Regions from separate parts of the Mus musculus genome. Here all the other regions are linked to region 1. The links are chromatin contacts, called in public Hi-C and HiChIP or PLAC-seq maps. All regions are on one chromosome and are shown on one strand. Each heading gives the region's core, a stretch centred on a gene start, on an enhancer-like site or on the middle of the called end of the contact. The rest is flanking DNA. Distances are from core to core; before and after follow the strand shown. Region 1 overlaps Gm36405 (a long non-coding RNA gene). Region 2 overlaps Ubl3 (ubiquitin-like 3). Region 3 overlaps Mtus2 (microtubule associated tumor suppressor candidate 2).

Evidence for each region. Hi-C and Micro-C count contacts between places; a contact is called where the count stands out from the background. HiChIP or PLAC-seq counts read pairs in DNA pulled down with a chosen protein or histone mark.
Region 2: a contact with region 1 is called in an H3K4me3 HiChIP or PLAC-seq map of bone marrow-derived macrophages, with 7 times the contacts expected there. The contact joins two enhancer-like sites. A contact is called at or near these places in 5 of 39 promoter capture datasets (the 3T3-L1 cell line, 3T3-L1-derived adipocytes, the C10 cell line and 1 more), 3 of 15 datasets of contacts at CTCF or cohesin (CD8 T cells, hippocampal excitatory neurons and pro-B cells), 114 of 484 Hi-C or Micro-C datasets (the 3T3-L1 cell line, 3T3-L1-derived adipocytes, the 63-12 cell line and 70 more), 22 of 115 datasets of contacts at active chromatin or transcription factors (T-cell acute lymphoblastic leukemia, astrocytes, a beta-TC-6 cell line and 18 more) and 3 of 9 other capture datasets (adipose tissue, liver and pancreatic islet).
Region 3: a contact with region 1 is called in a Hi-C map of bone marrow-derived macrophages, with 17 read pairs. The contact joins two enhancer-like sites. A contact is called at or near these places in 7 of 39 promoter capture datasets (the 3T3-L1 cell line, embryonic stem cells, hippocampal neurons and 3 more), 4 of 15 datasets of contacts at CTCF or cohesin (embryonic stem cells, hippocampal excitatory neurons, pro-B cells and 1 more), 84 of 484 Hi-C or Micro-C datasets (the 63-12 cell line, B cells, the Ba/F3 cell line and 52 more), 7 of 115 datasets of contacts at active chromatin or transcription factors (PVALB interneurons, bone marrow-derived dendritic cells, bone marrow-derived macrophages and 4 more) and 2 of 9 other capture datasets (adipose tissue and embryonic stem cells).

What each region holds. Positions count from the first base shown.
Region 1 is chr5:148,791,594-148,794,538 of GRCm38.p6, reverse strand. Gm36405 (a long non-coding RNA gene) reads left to right here. Exons shown (of 3, transcript XR_377235.2): 3 at 1-222. Among named protein-coding and RNA genes, the nearest start is that of 4930505K14Rik, 15 kb to the right of the region's middle. Within about 2 kb of position 1,303, at least 30 of the 459 cell types and tissues checked have an H3K27ac peak or open chromatin away from gene starts, as enhancers often do. A contact at or near this core is called in bone marrow-derived macrophages, olfactory sensory neurons and uterus, where this site is marked.
Region 2 is chr5:148,535,091-148,538,012 of GRCm38.p6, reverse strand. All of the region lies in intron 1 of Ubl3 (ubiquitin-like 3), which reads left to right. Among named protein-coding and RNA genes, the nearest start is that of Ubl3, 16 kb to the left of the region's middle. Within about 2 kb of position 1,657, at least 39 of the 459 cell types and tissues checked have an H3K27ac peak or open chromatin away from gene starts, as enhancers often do. A contact at or near this core is called in bone marrow-derived macrophages and olfactory sensory neurons, where this site is marked.
Region 3 is chr5:148,309,415-148,312,364 of GRCm38.p6, reverse strand. The region is part of intron 14 of Mtus2 (microtubule associated tumor suppressor candidate 2); the gene reads right to left. Among named protein-coding and RNA genes, the nearest start is that of Slc7a1, 89 kb to the left of the region's middle. Within about 2 kb of position 1,369, at least 77 of the 459 cell types and tissues checked have an H3K27ac peak or open chromatin away from gene starts, as enhancers often do. A contact at or near this core is called in bone marrow-derived macrophages and uterus, where this site is marked.

The DNA of each region.
Region 1 (2,945 bases), core at 54-2,553:
CGGATGAGGAAATGGCCCTGCCCAGGCATCGATCTTGGAAGCAGCTGAGCTGAGCTGTGGTTCCAGGGAGGCTGCCTGCTCCAGAGGCCTTCCCATGTCCAGTCCTAAGGCCCTGCACACTTCCTGCCTCCCTCCCTTGCTTGTTTGCTTCAGTCCACCTATCTTTCCTTCCTCGATGTTTCTAACCCCAGGTTACTGTGTGTGTGCCCTCAATAAAGCCATCATCCTCAAGGCGCTTGTCTGGAAGCAAGTCTCTCAGCTCTCCACAGATTGCGGGCAGGGGGGGGGGCGCTTTCTACTGACACTCAGTAACCAGCTTCCCTTTTCTCTACATAAGGTCCAGAGGGGGTCTGAACAGGTTTCCTTGTGGGAAATCTGGTACCATTGTGCCCACACTCTTGCTAAGGCTGATCCTAGAGCATGAAGTAGGTGCTGCAAGCCAGTCATTGTGCTAGGGACCCCCCTACTCCCCAAAGGCATTTCATTCCCAATTCGCTGGACCACTCTTTTTTCACAGAGGCCAAAATCTCTGGCAAGAGCCTACTTAGTGGCAGCTCAACTCCCTCCACCGAGACAGGGTCTCCTGTGTCTTCGCACACCTTGCCTAGGAGAGAAATCAGAGCTAGATTATGCTACCTAGGCTGCCGCAGATTGCCCGCTTCCTCTAGCCTGCTCCTTCCCACAAGACTGGAGATGGAGATGGATGTAGAGGCAGCCTGCTTTCTCCTAAGCCCGTTCATGGCTTCTCATCGTGTTCATCTCCCTTTGTGCCTACGTGTTTGTAATAAAATACCCATAAACACATCGTTAACATTGGATAGGGACACCCTAAAAGGTGTGTTTGGACTTAATCTCTTTACGGGCCTCATCTCAGAGTTATGTTCGTTTGGAAGCACTAGTGAATCTTGGTGGGGGAATGTGATACCATTCAGTCCCTAACAGAGGCCTAAATAAGTTTTAGGTATATGAGGTCACATTCTGCAAGACGTGCAGGCTATCTTTATCTCCTATGCAAACGAACCAATTTCTGTAAACATTTTTTCTAAAAGCAGTTGTTGAACAGAAATATCCAAACACTAGGTACACTGCCTTAAGTAATTGTTTTTAAGTCATGTGTTTGGAGTTTTGTTCAAGAAAAATAATGTGTGAAATCCACTTTATAAATCAGCCGCTTTAGAAAAATGTCTGTCTTGGAAGCCAATTTTTCTCTCCTCTATCAACAAACCTTTCCAAGTGAAGGTTTAAGCGGGAGGGTGTAGTACAGGCAAATGGGCACGAGGTGGCGCCCTAAGTAGCGGCAAGGAGCAGGCAAAATGCATCAGGCTCTGGATTTGGTTTGAATGAAGAATGTATTCATTCAACATGTATTCAGTCCTTGTTGATTGAAGCTTTAGGGTTGGAGCTTTGCAATGTCAGGATCTTGCAGCAGAAACGACCTGTTTAGATTCTTATCTACTTATTTTCTAGGCTATTGTTTGACCCAGATATTTGCCTCTGCCCAGCTTGCTGGGTGAAGTGAGGTTAGGTCTGTAGCTGATTTGCATCTTTAAGCGCTGTCCGGAACTGGTCAGCTGGATCTGCAGTCAAGTTTGGGCGTGCTCTTCGTCAACAGCTCCTCCCTCCGTTTTCTTTGTCCATTGAAAAAAAAAGTTGCATCCTTCACTGATTCCCTGCCCAAGCTGCAGGTGTCACCACACAAATTGGGCAGTCTCCAATCGTTCCTCCCCTGACGGTTGTTCTCTGGCTTTCTCCTTCCATGCACGGAGAACTGGTTTTGTTTCCCTTGACATCTTGTTTCCACCTCAGCTACGTGGAGGAAGAGTCGCAGTGTTTGTTTATTCCTCTGGTTCCCCTTTCCTCCTGATGGTAAGAGCAGGTCCCTTTGGGCCCCCAGCTCCCACCAGGAGCACCCCACCCCCAGCTCTACTAGGAACCCTTTCTGGGTTTTAGCATCGCCTTCTGTACCTGCCCCTTGAGGTTTCAGTAGGAAGCAGCTTCCTGCATGGACACCCAGGGGTTGGTTTGCCTCTGTCTATCTCTGTAAACTTCTGGAAACATCTTTATTAATTTCTCTCCAGTCAACCCTTAGAGGTGTTAGCTCTTCCTGCAAGGTTTTGATTGAGTCACAGAACCAGAAAACCCTCTTTGTGCCTCCATTTCTCTTCTTTTAAGTGAGAATTCATATCCACCTTGTTAATGAGGATCTTCTCTAACAATGACTATAAGCCAAGTGACATCTGAAACCTGTTAACTTCTCTGTACAAGCCTCTGTAATCATCAGAGTGAGCGTCACAGACTAGGTCCTTGGTCCAATGTCTTCCTTCACTTATGCTAATTTTTGTATTAATGGGCAGGTTAATGGGTGCCTTTATGCCGAAGCACCAAAGCATCACAGAAGATTGTCACAACCGTGCTAGTCAACGCTGCGGTCCTGACTACAGACGCAGAGGCCAGACTGCCAGAACCCCAGGCCCTTATGAGTGTTATGTGCTGTGTTTCCTGGCGTATACTAGCCTGTTGCTTCCTCTTTTCCATCTTGCCGACTCCTTCCACCTGCAAAACAGAAGCTGCCCGAGTCCAGCTGTTGTTTATATGGAGGTACATCAAGGCCAGGGAGAGCAAACATTTAACAGGGGCTCTGCTGGGGGCCGGGAGCAGCCTCTGAGTGTCCTTTGCTCCTTTGGTAGCTGGACACTGGGTCCTTCCTACTCCGTGTCAGCAGTTCAGAAGCCTGGCGAATACAATTACTCTAAGACTCTGGACTTGAGCTGTTCATCCCAGCAAGGAGCAGGCTGGAAGTTTCTGGAAGCTTAGAGTCAGCAGGCAGGTTGAGGTGTCTGGAAGGACAGACCCCACCTCATTCAGCCTGGACAGATGCTGCCCAGGTGCCTGAGTGGTGAGAGCCACCGAGAGCAATCTCGACTCCCGGAGGCAGAGACATCCTG
Region 2 (2,922 bases), core at 408-2,907, 260 kb after region 1:
AGGTTAAGGAAATGGTAAACGTTTCCTTTCAATACAGATCCTTTTCGTACCTAAGTCTTCTTGCCTTGTGTAACTTTCAGCAGTTAAATACAGTTCAGTGAGCAGGGCTTATTGATGGGTTTGCTGAGCACTAGTCTAAGTGCTTTATACACGGTAATTTCATAAAAGTTTCCTGTAATTCTCTGAGGTAGGTGTTGCCCTGTTTACAGGTAAGGAAGCCAAAATGGGACTTTAAAGCAATTTGCTGCTACCTGATGAAGCCAGGATTTAAACCCAAGTATGGTTTCCAGTGCCTGTTAGGACTCAACAAAGGTGTACTGCACTATTTAGTAGGAGGAACATAGAGGCTGGTTGGGGTGTTTGTTGTACACTGTGACCTCAGTCTGACATCTGAGCAGGGAGGGCTGAGGGCTGCAGGACATAGTGACGCCCTGTCTGGAAGAAGGAGAGCAAGACAGCAGAAGCAGAGGCAGCACTCATCTAACACAGGTGCAGCAGCTACAGGCTCAGCAGCTACAGGCTCAGCTCAGGGCCTTTAGCATTTGGCCAGGCTGTCGCTGGGACCTTCATTAGAAAAGCTTTCCCCCAAAGCAAGAAAGTAGCCTGTGTTAGTGCTGTGAGTTAAGAGACCTTGTTAGCCTTTAGCCAAACAGTGTAGACAAAACTTTGAAGGGCTCTCAAGGGATTTATCCTTGTAGCTTCCTATAGAAAAGTTTTGGATTGGGGATCGCAAAAGTGCTTATTGTCCTTGAGTTACCCCTGTGACAGGTCTCAGCTCTTGCTGTCCATTACTTGACATTAAGGAGGTTGATTATTAATTCTGAGTTAAAGGCCACATCCTTCGATTCTCTCTGAATTGTTTCTAATTTGCCAATATGGTTCTTTTCTAACCTTTTCTTTCCTTACAAAAAATGGTGGCCGTTTTGATGGTAGAATAGTTTTGAAAAATGAACATAAAAAGAAAAATGACAATATGTGATTATATAACTTAATTATTATATATAACGTATGTTATATACTTATTTTCAAAGCATCCATAATTCTCTAATCATGCCTTAAAATTCATCAGTATTAATATTATCAAGATTTCAAACACAAAGCTTATAGTGTCACTATTACACTTTCTTGTATCATTTTGAAACAAAGACTTTTACGAATGGAACACTTAAGAATGTTTTGTTTTGGTTTTTTTTTTTTTTTGGTTTTTTCGAGACAAGGTTTCTCTGTGTAGCCCTGGCTGTCCTGGAACTCTCTGTAGAGCAGGCTGGCCTTGGACTCAGAAATCTGCCTGCCTCTGCCTCCCAAGTGCTGGGATTAAAGGCGTGGGCCACCAATGCCCAGCAAGAATGTTTTAAATGGCTTTTGTTTTGTGAACATTGAGAAAGGGGGAAGAGCATTTCAGGAGAATTTTTGAGTTCTTGGGTTTTATGTAAGTCTTGCTGTGTGAATATGCAAACTATTAACATACTAGCTGTTAGTGTTGACCACAAAACACATTTGTAACATACATGTTGTATGAAATAAACACTTTTAAAATATGGTAAAATTAACAGTTACAAAAAGTGCATCATTGTTTAGAAATAGCTCTTGGTCAGAGAAATAGCCTTAAAATGATTGCGGCTTTCTGTGAGGACTCATTAGGCTTCTCTCTTCCTTTTTTATTGGCAGGGAAAGGAAGGAAGCAAACAGTGTTTATACTCTGGTCAAGTGACCTGAACCTCCTTTTCCTTTGCTTTATAAGAGATTAGCTGTTTCTTAAATAATTGATGTGAAGTGTCTCTGAATTCCTGTGGTTTGAAGGCTTTACAGATATCAGCTTTCTCTTCCTGACTGAAAGGATGTGTGTGATAGTATCCTTTCCTCCTTAGTTTAAATTTGGATGTCTCGATCGTGAATAAGAAATCTTGTGAGTGGTGATCTGGGGTAGTTTTCTTATTTTCCTTTCTTGCTGGAGCTAGATGATGGTGAAGTGCAGCTTCTGGGCAGTGCATTTGCACATAATAAATGGTGTACTAGGGACCTGCAGTGAGGACCTAAGGTACAGTTTCTCAGTAAGCCACATTGATCTGCCAGACTGGCAGCTGGATCAAATCATTAAAGAAGACTTTGTTACCAGTTCATGGTAGAACAAGTAGTTATGCCATCTATCTCTCACTGGTTGCCAGGTCTGTCATATTCTTGCATCAGATAGAATTGTGGCTCTTTGAGAGGCAGAGAAAATACCTTTCTTTGTCTGGTTGCTGTCTACCCAGCTCAACCTGATTTGGTTTGGAATTGGAGAAGGGATTGAATACATAAAAATTCATACATTTGTGCGTACAAGTACATGTGGATTTGTTTTTAAATATTATTCCATTTACCAAACTTGATTCTAAGCTGGGCGTGGTGACACATGCCTTTAATCCCAGCACTTGGGAGGCAGAGGCAGGCGGATTTCTGAGTTTGAGGCCAGCCAGGGCTACACAGAGAAACCCTGTCTTGAAAAAACAAAAAACAAAAAAAAAAAAAAGCTTGATTCTAGTATTGATTTTCTGGTGATGTGACTTTTAAAAAAGCATCTATAACCATGCTCTGCTGTAAGAATTGGAATACAGATTACTTTTAAAAATAACTGCAGCATTGGTGGAACTTTTGTTTTGGGGGAACCACAGCATGCAGCCAATAAAACTTGAGTTCTGCATCTTAGCAGACAAGATAGATGATTCCATTTTACAGCAATCTCTGCTCTCTAACAGCAAAACCACACAGTTATAAAGTATACTCCTAGAGGTTTTCAGAGGTCAGTATGGAGTGTGCTTTTTTTTTTTTTTGACATATTTGCTAGTATTTTACACAATAATTTAAAACCCAGCCCATCACAAGACCTTTGCAGTTATAGTCTCGAAAGACAGCTTCTGTGAGAATGGTTACTTCCCAAATAAG
Region 3 (2,950 bases), core at 120-2,619, 480 kb after region 1:
GCCAATGTTCTGACCATTCCTTAAACCCATGTGTGTGCCCACTGATGAAGCCCATTGCCAGGTGTTTGTGATATTGGTTGCTGGGGAAGAGTCAGAAAATCTCCCCAGCAACTACAGCCGGGGCCAATCCTGAGTTGCTGCACCTGCACCAGACTCTTTCCTTGACCCCTCCCATACCCATTTCTTGAGACTAGACATTGTTTAGATTGGGTAATCCCCTACTCCCTCCTTCTCCTTTCCCCCCTGGGGGCCTATAAAAACTGGGACCCCTTTCCCCTCGGGGTCGACTCCTCTACCCCTGTGTGGGGTACGAGTCGTCCCCAGAGCTCTGGCTTCCCCCCCCCCCAATAAAGCCTCGTGTGGTTTGCATCAAGCTTGGTCTCTTGTGAGTTCTTGGGGGTCCGTTATTATCCCGAGACTTGAGTGAGGGTCTCCCTTCCAAGGTCTTTCATTGGGGGCTCGTCCCGGGATTGGCGCGACCACCCACATCTCCGAAGACCCACTTGGAGGTGAGATTTCTTGTCTAAAAATATTTCTGTGAGCCGGGGATGTTCGGTGCTGAAATTTGCAGCTGCAACGTTTCATGAGAAGCGGAGACCTGCACCTCAAGATGAGGCATGGAGTGTGAACAGCAGACATGCTGGAATCACCCACTGCCCGCTCTGGGGGATGCCCTGGAGTGAGGGGAAGGACTCCAGGAGTCCGTCTGGGATGGGGAGTGAAGAGTTGGTAGTCTTCCTAGATTGGAGGACTTATGTACTTACCTGACCTTTTGCATTTCTGAGTTGGTTTTGTCTGTCCATTAGAAGATGGGCATTTGTCAGTGTGTGTGTGTGTGTGTGTGTGTGTGTGTGTGTGTGTACCTGTTTCGTGTTTTCGGTGATTTGGACAATGGCACAGACTGTAATGACCCCCCTAAGTTTGACTTTAGACCACTGGACTGAAGTTAGGTCAAGGGCCCATAATCTTTCAGTAGAAATTAAGAATAGACCTTGACAGACTTTTTGTGCCTCCAAGTGGCCGACTTTTGATGTAGGATGGCCACCGGATGGGACTTTTGATTTGACTCTTATCTTTAAAGTTAAAGCCATTGTTTTTCAGAGCAGACCTGGGTCCCACCCAGATCAACAGCCTTACATTACTGTCTGGCAGGACCTCGTCCAGAATCCATCGTCATAGATCAAACCATGGATTCCCCAGTGTAGGTCAGGCTCCCGAGCCCTGACTCTTCTCGAAAACAAAAGTGAAACCAAAAGGTTCCTCCCAAAACGGAGCCTCCTCTTCAACCCACAGCTCCCCCCAAGTTCCTTCCCCTTCACCCTATCTTCTACCCTCCCCCGCCCCCTGGGTCTGCTCCTCCACAGCACAGCTGGAGGGATGGCAGCCAGGACCCGGAGACGATGAGCCCAGATTCCCCCAGCAGATGGAGCTCCTGACACCACTTCTGCTTTTCCTCTGCCAGCTGTGGGCGACCTGCCCTCGGACCCGCAATCTCTGCAGATCTGTACAGTTGGAAAGCTAACCATGCTTCCTTTTCTGAGAATCTGGCCAGCCTGACGGGGCTGGTGGAGTCTCTTATGTTTTCTCATCAACCCACTTGAGATGATTGTCAGCAGCTCCTCCAGGTTCCGTTTACCACTGAAGAAAAAGAGCGCATTTTCCTGTAGGCTCAGAAAAATGTTCCCGGAGTGAATGGAGTCCCAACCAACCTACCTAATGAGATTAACACTGGGTTCCCTCTGGACCGGCCAGATTGGAACTACAATATGGCTCAAGGTAGAGAGAGGTTGGCAGTTTACCACCGGGCTCTGATCTAAAGGGAGCAGCGAGATGCCCCACCAATTTGGCTAAGGTAAGAGAGGTGATGCAGGGTCCTACCGAGCCCCCATCTGTTTTTCTGGAAAGATTGATGGAAGCTTATAGACGCTAGACTCCTTTTGACCTGACCTCTGAGGGTCAACAAGCCGTGGTTGCTATGGCTTTTATAGGGCAATCAGCATCAGATATTAAGAGAAAGTTACAGAGACTAGAAAGATTACATGCCACGGCTTTACAAGATTTAGTCAAGGAGGCAAAAAAGGTATATCACGAGAGAGACGGAGGAAGAGAGAGAGAATAAAAGGGATAGAAGACAGGAGAGGAACTTAAGCAGGATTTTGGCCTCAGTAGTAGGGGAGTGTGAAAGAAGAAACAGGCCTGAGAATAGACAGACAGGGTACCTGGGCAACAGGGAACCTAGACCTGGAGGAAGAAGACCCGCCCAGAAGACTTTACAGAAGGACCAATGTGCCTATTACAAAGAAAAAGGACTGTGACTCAAATACTGGCACCGGCTACTCCAAGACAGGTGAGAGAATTCTTGGGCACTGCTGGGTTCTGCAGACTTTGGATACCTGGGTTTGCAACACTGGCTGCCCCCTTGTACCCCCTGACCAAAGAAAGTAGAGAATTCAGATGGATATCAGAACATCTGAGAGCCTTTGAAAATATTAAAGAGGCCCTGTTGACTGTGCCAGATCTAACCAAACCCTTCATCCTCTATGTTGATGAGAGGGCGGGGGTGGCCAGAGGTTCTTACTCAGGCTCTAGGGCCATAGAAGAGGCCCGTGGCATATTTGTCTAACAAGCTGGACCCAGTGGCCAGCGGATGGCCCACATGTTTAAAGGCCGTTGCTACAGTAGCCTTTCTTGTTAAGGATGCCGACAAGTTAACTTTGGAACAGCAAATAACTGTGGTAGCCCCCCACTCTCTTGAAAGCATTATCTGCCAGTCCCCAGACCGATGGATGACAAATGCCGGAATGACCCACTACCAGAGTCTGTTGCTGACTGAATGGGTCGTGTTTGCTCCTCCTGCTATCCTCAATCCTGCTACCCTCCTGCCTGAAACGGACAAGTCCTTGCCCATTCACTGCTAGGAGGACATCCTTGCAGAAGAAACCGGGATCCA